Linked DNA regions of Mus musculus: regions 1 and 2 are each linked to region 3. A link is a contact called in public promoter capture Hi-C data. All regions are on one chromosome and are shown on one strand. Each heading gives the region's core, a stretch centred on a gene start, on an enhancer-like site or on the middle of the called end of the contact. The rest is flanking DNA. Distances are from core to core; before and after follow the strand shown. Region 1 holds the start of Clec4a4 (C-type lectin domain family 4, member a4). Region 2 has its middle 36 kb from the start of Dppa3. Region 3 holds the start of Foxj2 (forkhead box J2).

Region 1 (2,883 bases), core at 96-2,595, 170 kb before region 3:
TTCTTCTTTTCCACACTTCTTTTTTCCCATTTTGTCTAGGATACATAATTTACTAATAGTATGAACATTTCAAGTAACAGAAAAATAAAAGCACAAACTTACACTGTTGAAATAACTGATATTAATATTTTGAGATCTGAAAAATATATATGTGTGTGTATATACATATATATGTGTATATATGTATATATATGTACATATATATATATATATATATATATATATATATATATATATATATATATATGAAAATACTTGGTTCATAGCCTTTCATGGAGGTGTGTGTGTGTGTGTGTGTGTGTGTGTGTGTGTGTGTGTGTGTGTGTGTGTGAAGGGAAGTGTAATGAGGTAGGATCTCACTGTGTAGTACTGGATGGTCTGCAACTCATTATGTAGACCAGACTGGGCTCAAATCTTCAGTGATCCTCCTGCCTCTGCCTCCTCAGTGCTGGAATTAGGCCAATCCTGGCCCTTGCAGTAAATCTTAAAGTATGTGCATATAAAGTGTTTTCCTGCATGATGACCCAACATAAATAGTGCCACCTGGCCTACAACTTTTCTTTACATTAGTATTGTAAATACATTTTCATTTCACTATGTTTTCTTAGTGTTCTTTATTATAGATTCAGCACTGTATACATAAATAACTTCCAAACTGCCAAAATATTAAAGACACATATACAATAACAGATAAATATTTCTATTCATAGTCCATCACTTTAGCATAATGTCTGTCTGCTAGCCACCACCACATGGCTGGAAACTTCATGGAGGAAGGTACAATTTAGTGGCACAGCAACTAGCCATCAAGTGAGAGGTTCTTCTGTGATCTATAGTATAAATGAAAAAGTTCCTTCAAGATAAAATCTCAACACAGAAACAGTTTTCATGAAGTTACAAAATACTGTCAAACATAGAAGGTAGAGATCACTATTAAACAATATGACTTCATTTTCAGAAAAAAAATGTATTTATGCTCATTTGTATAGAGCAGTAAATGCAGCAAGATTCAAGGTTTAGTTTCTGTAAATGGCAAGAGCAAAAAACATTCTGAGAAAGCTTTTCCTTCCCACTATAAAACTGTCCAGCTCTTCAAGTTGATCTACAAATAGTTTAAACAACTAAGACTCCAGTAAAATACCAGATGGGAGCGCTCAAAGAATCATTCACAAATACCACCTAACTTTGCTAGTGGCCATTCCTTTATCCTCCAGTCTACATAAGTACAGAAAGGTGGTTTTGTTTCCTTTTGTTTTGTTTTACCTGCAGGACATTTTGAGTAGGTGTCCAAGGAGTCGGATTCATTCGTGATCCTCACTTCTGCATAAGTGATTTCTGAAGCCATTTCAAGAAAAGACCTGCCTCCCTCAGAAAGCACAACTCATTCTCTCTCTAAGGCTCTGTAGTATGTGAGAACCAATTGCAGCAACAGGTTGTCATGTCACACAATTGTATGAAAGAAGAGGCATGTCTCACTAGGTTAAACCACATGAGAACAAGAAACCACAGCACGGAATCACTCAGGTCACACAGGGGAAATCCAACCTCTTAATACAAGAAAATAAGAATTGTAGCCCTCAAACCCACTCAGCGAGGTATGCAAGGACTGCAAAGTGGGAACTCAAAGGGGGAAGAAAAGAAATAGGAAGGAGAAGAAAAGAGGAACCATGCTATTAGAGAACTCTATCCTAAGACACAGCAAACATAAACTCGCGCAGTTCTATATGCAAACCAGTTTTCCTTTTTTTTAAGGAAAACCAGACAAAATGGGCAAACACTTAAGACATGACATTGATTTTGACTGAAGAAACAAATTGTGATATCACATTCTAGAGGATCGTTGTCCCTCACTGCCACGCACTTCAGTCGAGTCAGCTTGACAGACTGTGAAGCCTAAAAGCCACTCACAAGGCAGAGAGTTTCAAGGAAGCTCACCTCCTGGAGTTTATCCATATACTCTATTCCTGCGTTAGTCTGGTGTATGGATCTATGAGCTCTCTTTTAATATTTTATTATAAATACCTTTTAAGATTAAATTATGTTATAGTTAGTCTCCCCAGTGTTCCAAGATCCCAGAAGCGGCCAGAGCTTAAAATCCTGTGAGAAGGCAGTAAGGAAGTTAGCCTATTCAGTAACTAATTAAGCATTACAATAGACAGAGCCAGTGGCTCAACTGGTCTGCAGAAAGAGCCAGAGAATCTCTCCAAGATAGAAATCTTCAGTAAGGCTACATTGAATATTAAAAGCAAGTTGGTATATTCTCCTGACAACTGGAGATTCTCCAGATACTTAAAAGTTACACTCATATAAGAATTTAGCAAGGCCTAGGAAATTAGGTGGGTTGTGATATTACATTATTCTTGAGGTCTGCCAAGAGCAGAACCCCCTGGTGCTAGCCTTCACAAGGTTCACAGGTATAACACTAAAGTGTAAAATCCTTGCCTGTCACTAAGCTGACCCTAGACAGGACTGCTTTATCTTTACTGTAAACATTTACCTGGTTCCTGTAAATCCTTTTAAAGTCATTCCTTTGTTTTGTACCTGGTAACTTCAATGTACCTTGCCTGCTGTGACTTCCGACCCTTGTATTTTCTGTACTATAAAAAGTTTGATGCTCAACCTGACAAATACATTCAGATTCTACACAACCTCTCCTGTGTACATCTGTCTGTCATATCATCCAATGCTTTGCCCACCTGCGACTAGAGACCCGTTCCACGCAGACATAGGGATCAGAGGGTCTGCGACACCTCACCATTGTGTGGGATCCCACTTTTCTCTCAGCTGCCTACAGTATTGGGAAGGCAAAGCTCATATCCTGTTTCTTCTGAAGCTGATCCTCTGAACACTCTGCCTCCTGCCACAGGTACATAACTACCTGCA
Region 2 (2,780 bases), core at 2-2,501, 160 kb after region 3:
GGTGACATAAGATCGGGGAGGGCCCCCCCCCCCCCGCAGCACCTTCTCAGACAAAAAAAACCCAAAGAGTCCAGAAGAAAGGCTAAAGGGGCTTTTAACGAAATCGCTCCAACAGCACACGCGAAGCACAAGGCTGCAGAGCCCGGGAAGATGGAAAACCAGTTTCCTCCGGTCTCTGCATTGAAGCTTTTGCTGAGGAGGACATGACACCTGTCCTGCTGGGGCTCATGTGAGCCTGGGGGTGAGGGTGGGGGTCAAAAACGTGCTCCGTCTCCTCGAGCCAACAAAGGAAGAAATAATTAACTGCATTCAAGTACTGTGGGCTTAACTTTGCAGGAGTTAAGGCTGGCCCCAACTCAGGAGGGGCCTTTGAGATAGCAGATTGCCGACGGACTTTATTTCCTTTAAGTTTGTGTTAGCTTTGGGCCAGGAAGGGTCAGCTAATTATGTTTACTGTCGCCAGTTTGCCCTTTAGCTTTGTGGCCACTTTAAGGCCCCAGTTGCCCTTTGGGTTCATTTTTAACTAACTAGCAACTCACAGTTGAAGGGTTGCTTGCTGAAAGGTCTCAGTTTGAAAGTCTGACCTTCCTCTTGCTAATCCACCTTGAAGATCTCACATCTCCCCGACTCCTTGTCTGCCCCAACACTGCCATGCCAGCTGTACGGTTAATTCCAAATCTATGGAAGGTAAATTCAGTCACTAACACGGTCACAGGTGGTGGTGGTGGGGGTGTCACAGCGGATCCCCGGTATATGTGGAGCACCCGGTTTGCAAGACCCAGAGGTGTCAGAGGAAAAAAAGCCAGCAGAGGGGACCTAGGAGAGCCCAGTCACCCATCTGTGTGAGGTTTCCCACGGCTTTTTAGGAACAGTACTCCACAGCAAATGCGCTGTTATCCCCCAGCCTTAACATTCCCACCCTTGGGCTAGGAAGGCCTTTTCTCTTCTGGGAGGTGAAGAGCAGACTGGTTTATTAGGGCTGTGTTAGGGCTTGGAATGAACTGTGAGTAAGGACAGTTGGGACCTCCTGGGGAAAGCGCCCTTGTTTCTAGCGAGTGGATTGTCTCCAGAAGCTGAATTCGGGAGGCCGCGAGGTGCACCGGTTTATCACCACCCGCTATAGACTCTCAGCAGCAGCATCAAAGAGGCCCAGCTGCAAGGGGGATGGGTGGGTGGTGCGGAGCGGACAAGGCGCTTGGCCTCCTGCCCAGTTCACCTTGGGAGTGGCACTTTGGTCTCAGTCTGAAGCCGGTTCACTTCCTGGACAGTAGGCTGAAGGATTCATCGCTATCCAGGGAGCGGCCAGCCTTCTTGTAGCAACTCATAGATCTGCAAATACATGAACCTGTGGGGGGACGTTTCACATTCAAACCACAGTAGAAACCTTTGTTTGAAAAGAATCGCTGGCAGACTGAGATGGGCTCCAGGGGAGAGAGGTGAGGGTGCTGAGCAGGCAGCCCCAGGGCAGTGCTAGGTTTCGGGAGACAACTGAAAGGGAATGGGCCTACATTGCTCTGGGTCACTGGGCTGGCACCTGTCCGTGAACACAGTAGGCAGAACTCTTTCTTCCAGACCCACGAGCATTGAGAAATCTTGGACAGTAAGAGACAGAACCTGCTCCAGACAGTTTAGCCCACGACTGGAGTTTTACAAGTTTAAACTAATATATATTGATTATTATTGTTGTGGGTGTGTCTGTGTGTGCCGGCGCACGTGCTGAGGCCAGAGAACTATGTTCAGGAGTCAGTTCTCCCTTTCCACATGTTGAGGCAGGGTCTCTCTGGTTTCTGAGGTGCTGTGTGTTCGAGGCTGGCAGCCTGTGAGCCTCTTTGGCCTTCCACCTTCCATCCTGCGGTATGAGTGCTGGGATTACAGATATCTACCACTATATCTGGCTTTCTACAGGTTGATCGGGTTAGTTTTTTAACTTGATGAGAACTAGAGTCATCTAGGAAGGACGAACCCCATTTGAGAAAATGCCGCCTCAGACCAGCCTGTAGGCAAGCCTGTGAGGCATTTTCTTCATTGATGGTTGATGTGGAAGGGTCCAGCCCATTGTGCCCACACTATTTCTTGGGTAGGTGGACGGTCCTGGGGTTTATAAGAAGTCAAACTGAGCAAGCCAGCCAGGAGGAGTCTGTAAGCAGTGCTTCTCTGCGGCACAGCTTTTGCTCCAGCTTCCTGCCTCGACCTCCCTCAGTAATGGGGGTGTGACCCGAAGGTTGTAAAACGAAATAACCCTTCCCTACGAATGGTGTTCTTGGTCACAGTGTCTGTCACAACAGTAGAAACCTAACTAGGACACATGGGTTCTGATCATTGACCGTAAAGGGTTGGAGAGATGGCTCAGTGGATAAGAGCACTGGCTGTCCTTCCTGGGTTCAAATCCCAGCACCTACATGCTAATTTACAACTGTCTATAACTCCAAATCCTGACCTAGACACACATGCAGGCAAAAAACTAATATACATAATTTTTTTAAAAAAATGTTAAAGAGAGAATTGAACTTAGATGGTTGTGGCAAATGCTTTTATTCATAGACGTCTTGCTGGTATCTAAACCCAGGATGTTTGTGTCTTGTGTAAACTGGGAGGGTGAAGGTGGAGCAGCCTGAGAGGGGCTGGACCCAGGGCTCTCTGCCCTTCTTTTCTCTTTGTCTCTGTGGAATGTGTTCTCTTTCTCCTAAGGACGGGGGAGGCCGCTGCGATGTGTGTCCAGGCTGTCACAGTCTCAGCTTCCAGGAAAGAGCTCCCACAGGGAATGCTCCCCACATGGGAAC
Region 3 (2,707 bases), core at 26-2,525:
TCGCCAGTCAGGCAAGCAGTCATTGTAATAGACTGGAAAGAAGACGTCTGTTGAATATTAAACTGACTTAGGCATGCCCTGGACGATACAATACAATCCATAAAATGCCCCCACGACTGCAGGTCATTTACTGCAGGTCCAGTCACCAGAGGACAAGACCCAAAGATGGACAGTGCTGTGGGATTCTGACTGTGCTGTGTCCTGAGTTACTAACACCATGGCGTCCTGAAAACGCACCTGTTGTCTGTTCTCAGTCCAAAGCATCAACTTCTCTAGGGGCTGCAAATGACCCAACCCTTTGGACTCCAAAATCTTAAAAGGCCATTTCTCAGAGTCTCTGAAGCAACATGTGGGTTCCAGTGCAAAAGTTCCATCGGAAGACATTTCCCAGGGGTCTTTCTTCTTCCCTTCGAATGAACCCTAAGCTCCACCATTTCCGCTCCCCACACCTCCTGGTGTCTAAAGACTACAGAACGGAAAGCACTAACCTGTCTCCAAGGCTCCCCCCGCCGCTGGAGGAAACCACCTGGTACAGAAGTTTGAGGTTGCAGGGATTCCCCTCTTCAGAGGCAGGTGACAGGTGGCATCCTCAGTGACTCTTCCAGTGCCTGGCGGAGCCTCCCAGGCTGGAGCAGGGAACTGAGTCCCCTGAGGAAGAGGAGTCGAAGGAGGAGGAGGGGGAGAGGGAGGACCTACCTGGGGAAGATGGCACACCCCCCACCCCCTGCCTGCTACCCTAGGGAGGAGGGGAGGAGCCTCTCCCAGCCAGGAGTTGTCTCCTCCCCTTTGGGGGAATCCCCCTCCCCCCCCAAACTGGATCTTTCAGGGGCTGAGGGCTCTTTCTGTCAGTTGGAGATCTGAGTGGAGGGGCTCTGCCCCGGTCCACTGTCTAGGTGCACGGAAGTTGAGGGGCGAGGTCTTCTACTCTCCAGCAAACTGGAACCAATTCCTGGCGGTTCCCTGGAGGGTCCTGGCTTGTGCGTATCAGGACGCCTCTCCGCGGTGAGTCCCGGGTGGGATGCGGGGTGCCTACTCCACAGGCATGGCTCCCTTTCTCTCTGCCTCAAAAGTCCCAAACTGTCTGGAGTGCGCTGAGGCGTGAGGGAGGTCTCACTCCGGGTCCTTCAGGTCTCACTACCCTTCCCGACTTCTGGGGGTCTCCGCTGGAGCCACCGTGGGAGGGACAGCCGCGTGCCCTGCGGCGATCTCTTCTGGCTGTCCGGGGAGTAGGGAGGGTCCTCCCTCCCAAGGGAGAGGGAGCAGGTCCCGGCACAGGGTGTCCCGAGGGTGGGGTCCTCGCACTCCGGCTCCCGCCCGCCTGGCCGGCCGGCCTGGACAGCAGGGTCCCGGAGGCCGCGGTCCGGGCTCCCGTCACCCGCTGCCGGGCGGCAGCGCCTCCCGGGTCACGTCCCCCGTCCGCCGCGCTTCCCGGAGCGTGGGGCTCCCCGCGCTGCCACCTCTGAGGCTCCGACCGGTCGGGGCAGCCAGGAGCCGGCAGGCGGACGGAGCGCGTCGGGGCTCGGCTCGGGCTCGGCTCAGCTCCGCTGCAGGCCCCGGCTCCTCCCCGGCCTCGGCGCCGCGCTCCGCGCCCCTCCCCCTCCCGCCGCCGCGGCCGCCGCCTCCCGGCGCGGGTTAAGGAGGAGCGCGGAGCCCCGCAGCCCACGGGTCGCCGACCCTCCGTCCCGGGCACTGGCGATGCCAGCGTCCACGCTAAGGGCCACACACACCTCTCATTGTGCTGTGGTCTACGCCTAAGACAAGTATTCCCAGTTTTCTCAGAAACGCATTTGATGGCTCCTCTCTTTCTCTTCCAGACAGCTTATAAAGGGTTATAGGGCCGGGCGTGAAGTTAAAGTTTACTCTTATCCTGGAGGTCAGTGAAAGATTGGATCGAGGATGTATAAAAAGATAAATGAGTCTGTTATAGAGAAATGAGCATCGGGAAATGGGGTCTTGTGTTAGTTTCGGCTCTGCAAACTTGTGCAAGGCCCTAGTTTCTGGAAGCATAGCCTGTGAAGAAGGGACTATGATACTCTGGCCTGCCTACTAATATGGATGTCGCAGTCACCAAAGGAAATGATTTACGAGTTGCTTTTTAAAATGGTCTAGTACACAAAGGGTTCAAAGCATGATTATTCATTTCCCTTATAAAATGTCATTTTTTTTTACCTTTGTGCTAAAGTCAAGTGACATTTCTATAGACTATGTTATCCTGAGTGCCACAGGGAGATAGAATGGGCTCTCAGCACATCCCTCTACTTCTTACAGAATAATCTCCATCCTGGGACAGGAAATAGAACCAGGTTAGCCCATCTCTTACCTCCCCAGTCATGCTATTCCAGTACAAACTCTTAGGTATATCACCCTCTGGCTTACTTTTCTCCAATTGTGTTCTATTATAAAATGATAAGACAAAAGAAATTGTTCACTTGATATTTGAATTGCTCAAAAAGATGACAGTTTGATGACTCCCTGTAGAAAGAGATGTCATTTGTCTTCTGGCTAAATATATGCCTACTGCCATTTACTTACATTCTTGTACATATAACCACATTACACATACAACGTCTGCATTAAGGCTTCACACTCTCCGTGTGTTATCACACTTGATTCTTACTGGCAATTCCATGCAGCAGTATCAGGCCTTTAGAGTGTAACTACAGCTTGAAGATATTGTTTGTGTCTGAGTTCATGTAATTCGCACCAT

Evidence for each region. Promoter capture Hi-C pulls out the DNA fragments that hold promoters and counts their contacts. Capture Hi-C pulls out chosen DNA fragments and counts their contacts.
Region 1: a promoter capture Hi-C map of adipose tissue shows a contact between it and region 3. The contact joins the promoter of Clec4a4 here to the promoter of Foxj2 in region 3. A contact is called at or near these places in 1 of 115 datasets of contacts at active chromatin or transcription factors (bone marrow-derived macrophages) and 2 of 9 other capture datasets (adipose tissue and liver).
Region 2: a promoter capture Hi-C map of embryonic stem cells shows a contact between it and region 3, with 21 read pairs. The contact joins the enhancer-like site here to the promoter of Foxj2 in region 3. A contact is called at or near these places in 11 of 39 promoter capture datasets (the 3T3-L1 cell line, the HPC-7 cell line, cranial neural crest and 4 more), 1 of 15 datasets of contacts at CTCF or cohesin (embryonic stem cells), 15 of 484 Hi-C or Micro-C datasets (the N1E-115 cell line, bone marrow-derived macrophages, cerebellar granule neurons and 4 more), 31 of 115 datasets of contacts at active chromatin or transcription factors (the SCID.adh cell line, astrocytes, bone marrow-derived macrophages and 16 more) and 4 of 9 other capture datasets (adipose tissue, embryonic stem cells, liver and 1 more).

Annotation. Positions count from the first base shown.
Region 1 is chr6:122,988,829-122,991,711 of GRCm38.p6, reverse strand. It overlaps Clec4a4 (C-type lectin domain family 4, member a4), which reads right to left and starts at 1,345. Exons shown (of 6, transcript NM_001005860.2): 1 at 1,264-1,345. The coding sequence starts at 1,345.
Region 2 is chr6:122,661,487-122,664,266 of GRCm38.p6, reverse strand. No RefSeq gene overlaps it. Among named protein-coding and RNA genes, the nearest start is that of Dppa3, 36 kb to the right of the region's middle. RefSeq lists a cis regulatory region at 1-2,345 and an enhancer at 1-2,682. Within about 2 kb of position 1,251, at least 16 of the 459 cell types and tissues checked have an H3K27ac peak or open chromatin away from gene starts, as enhancers often do. A contact at or near this core is called in the N1E-115 cell line and embryonic stem cells, where this site is marked.
Region 3 is chr6:122,818,752-122,821,458 of GRCm38.p6, reverse strand. It overlaps Foxj2 (forkhead box J2), which reads right to left and starts at 1,275. Exons shown (of 11, transcript NM_021899.3): 1 at 489-1,275.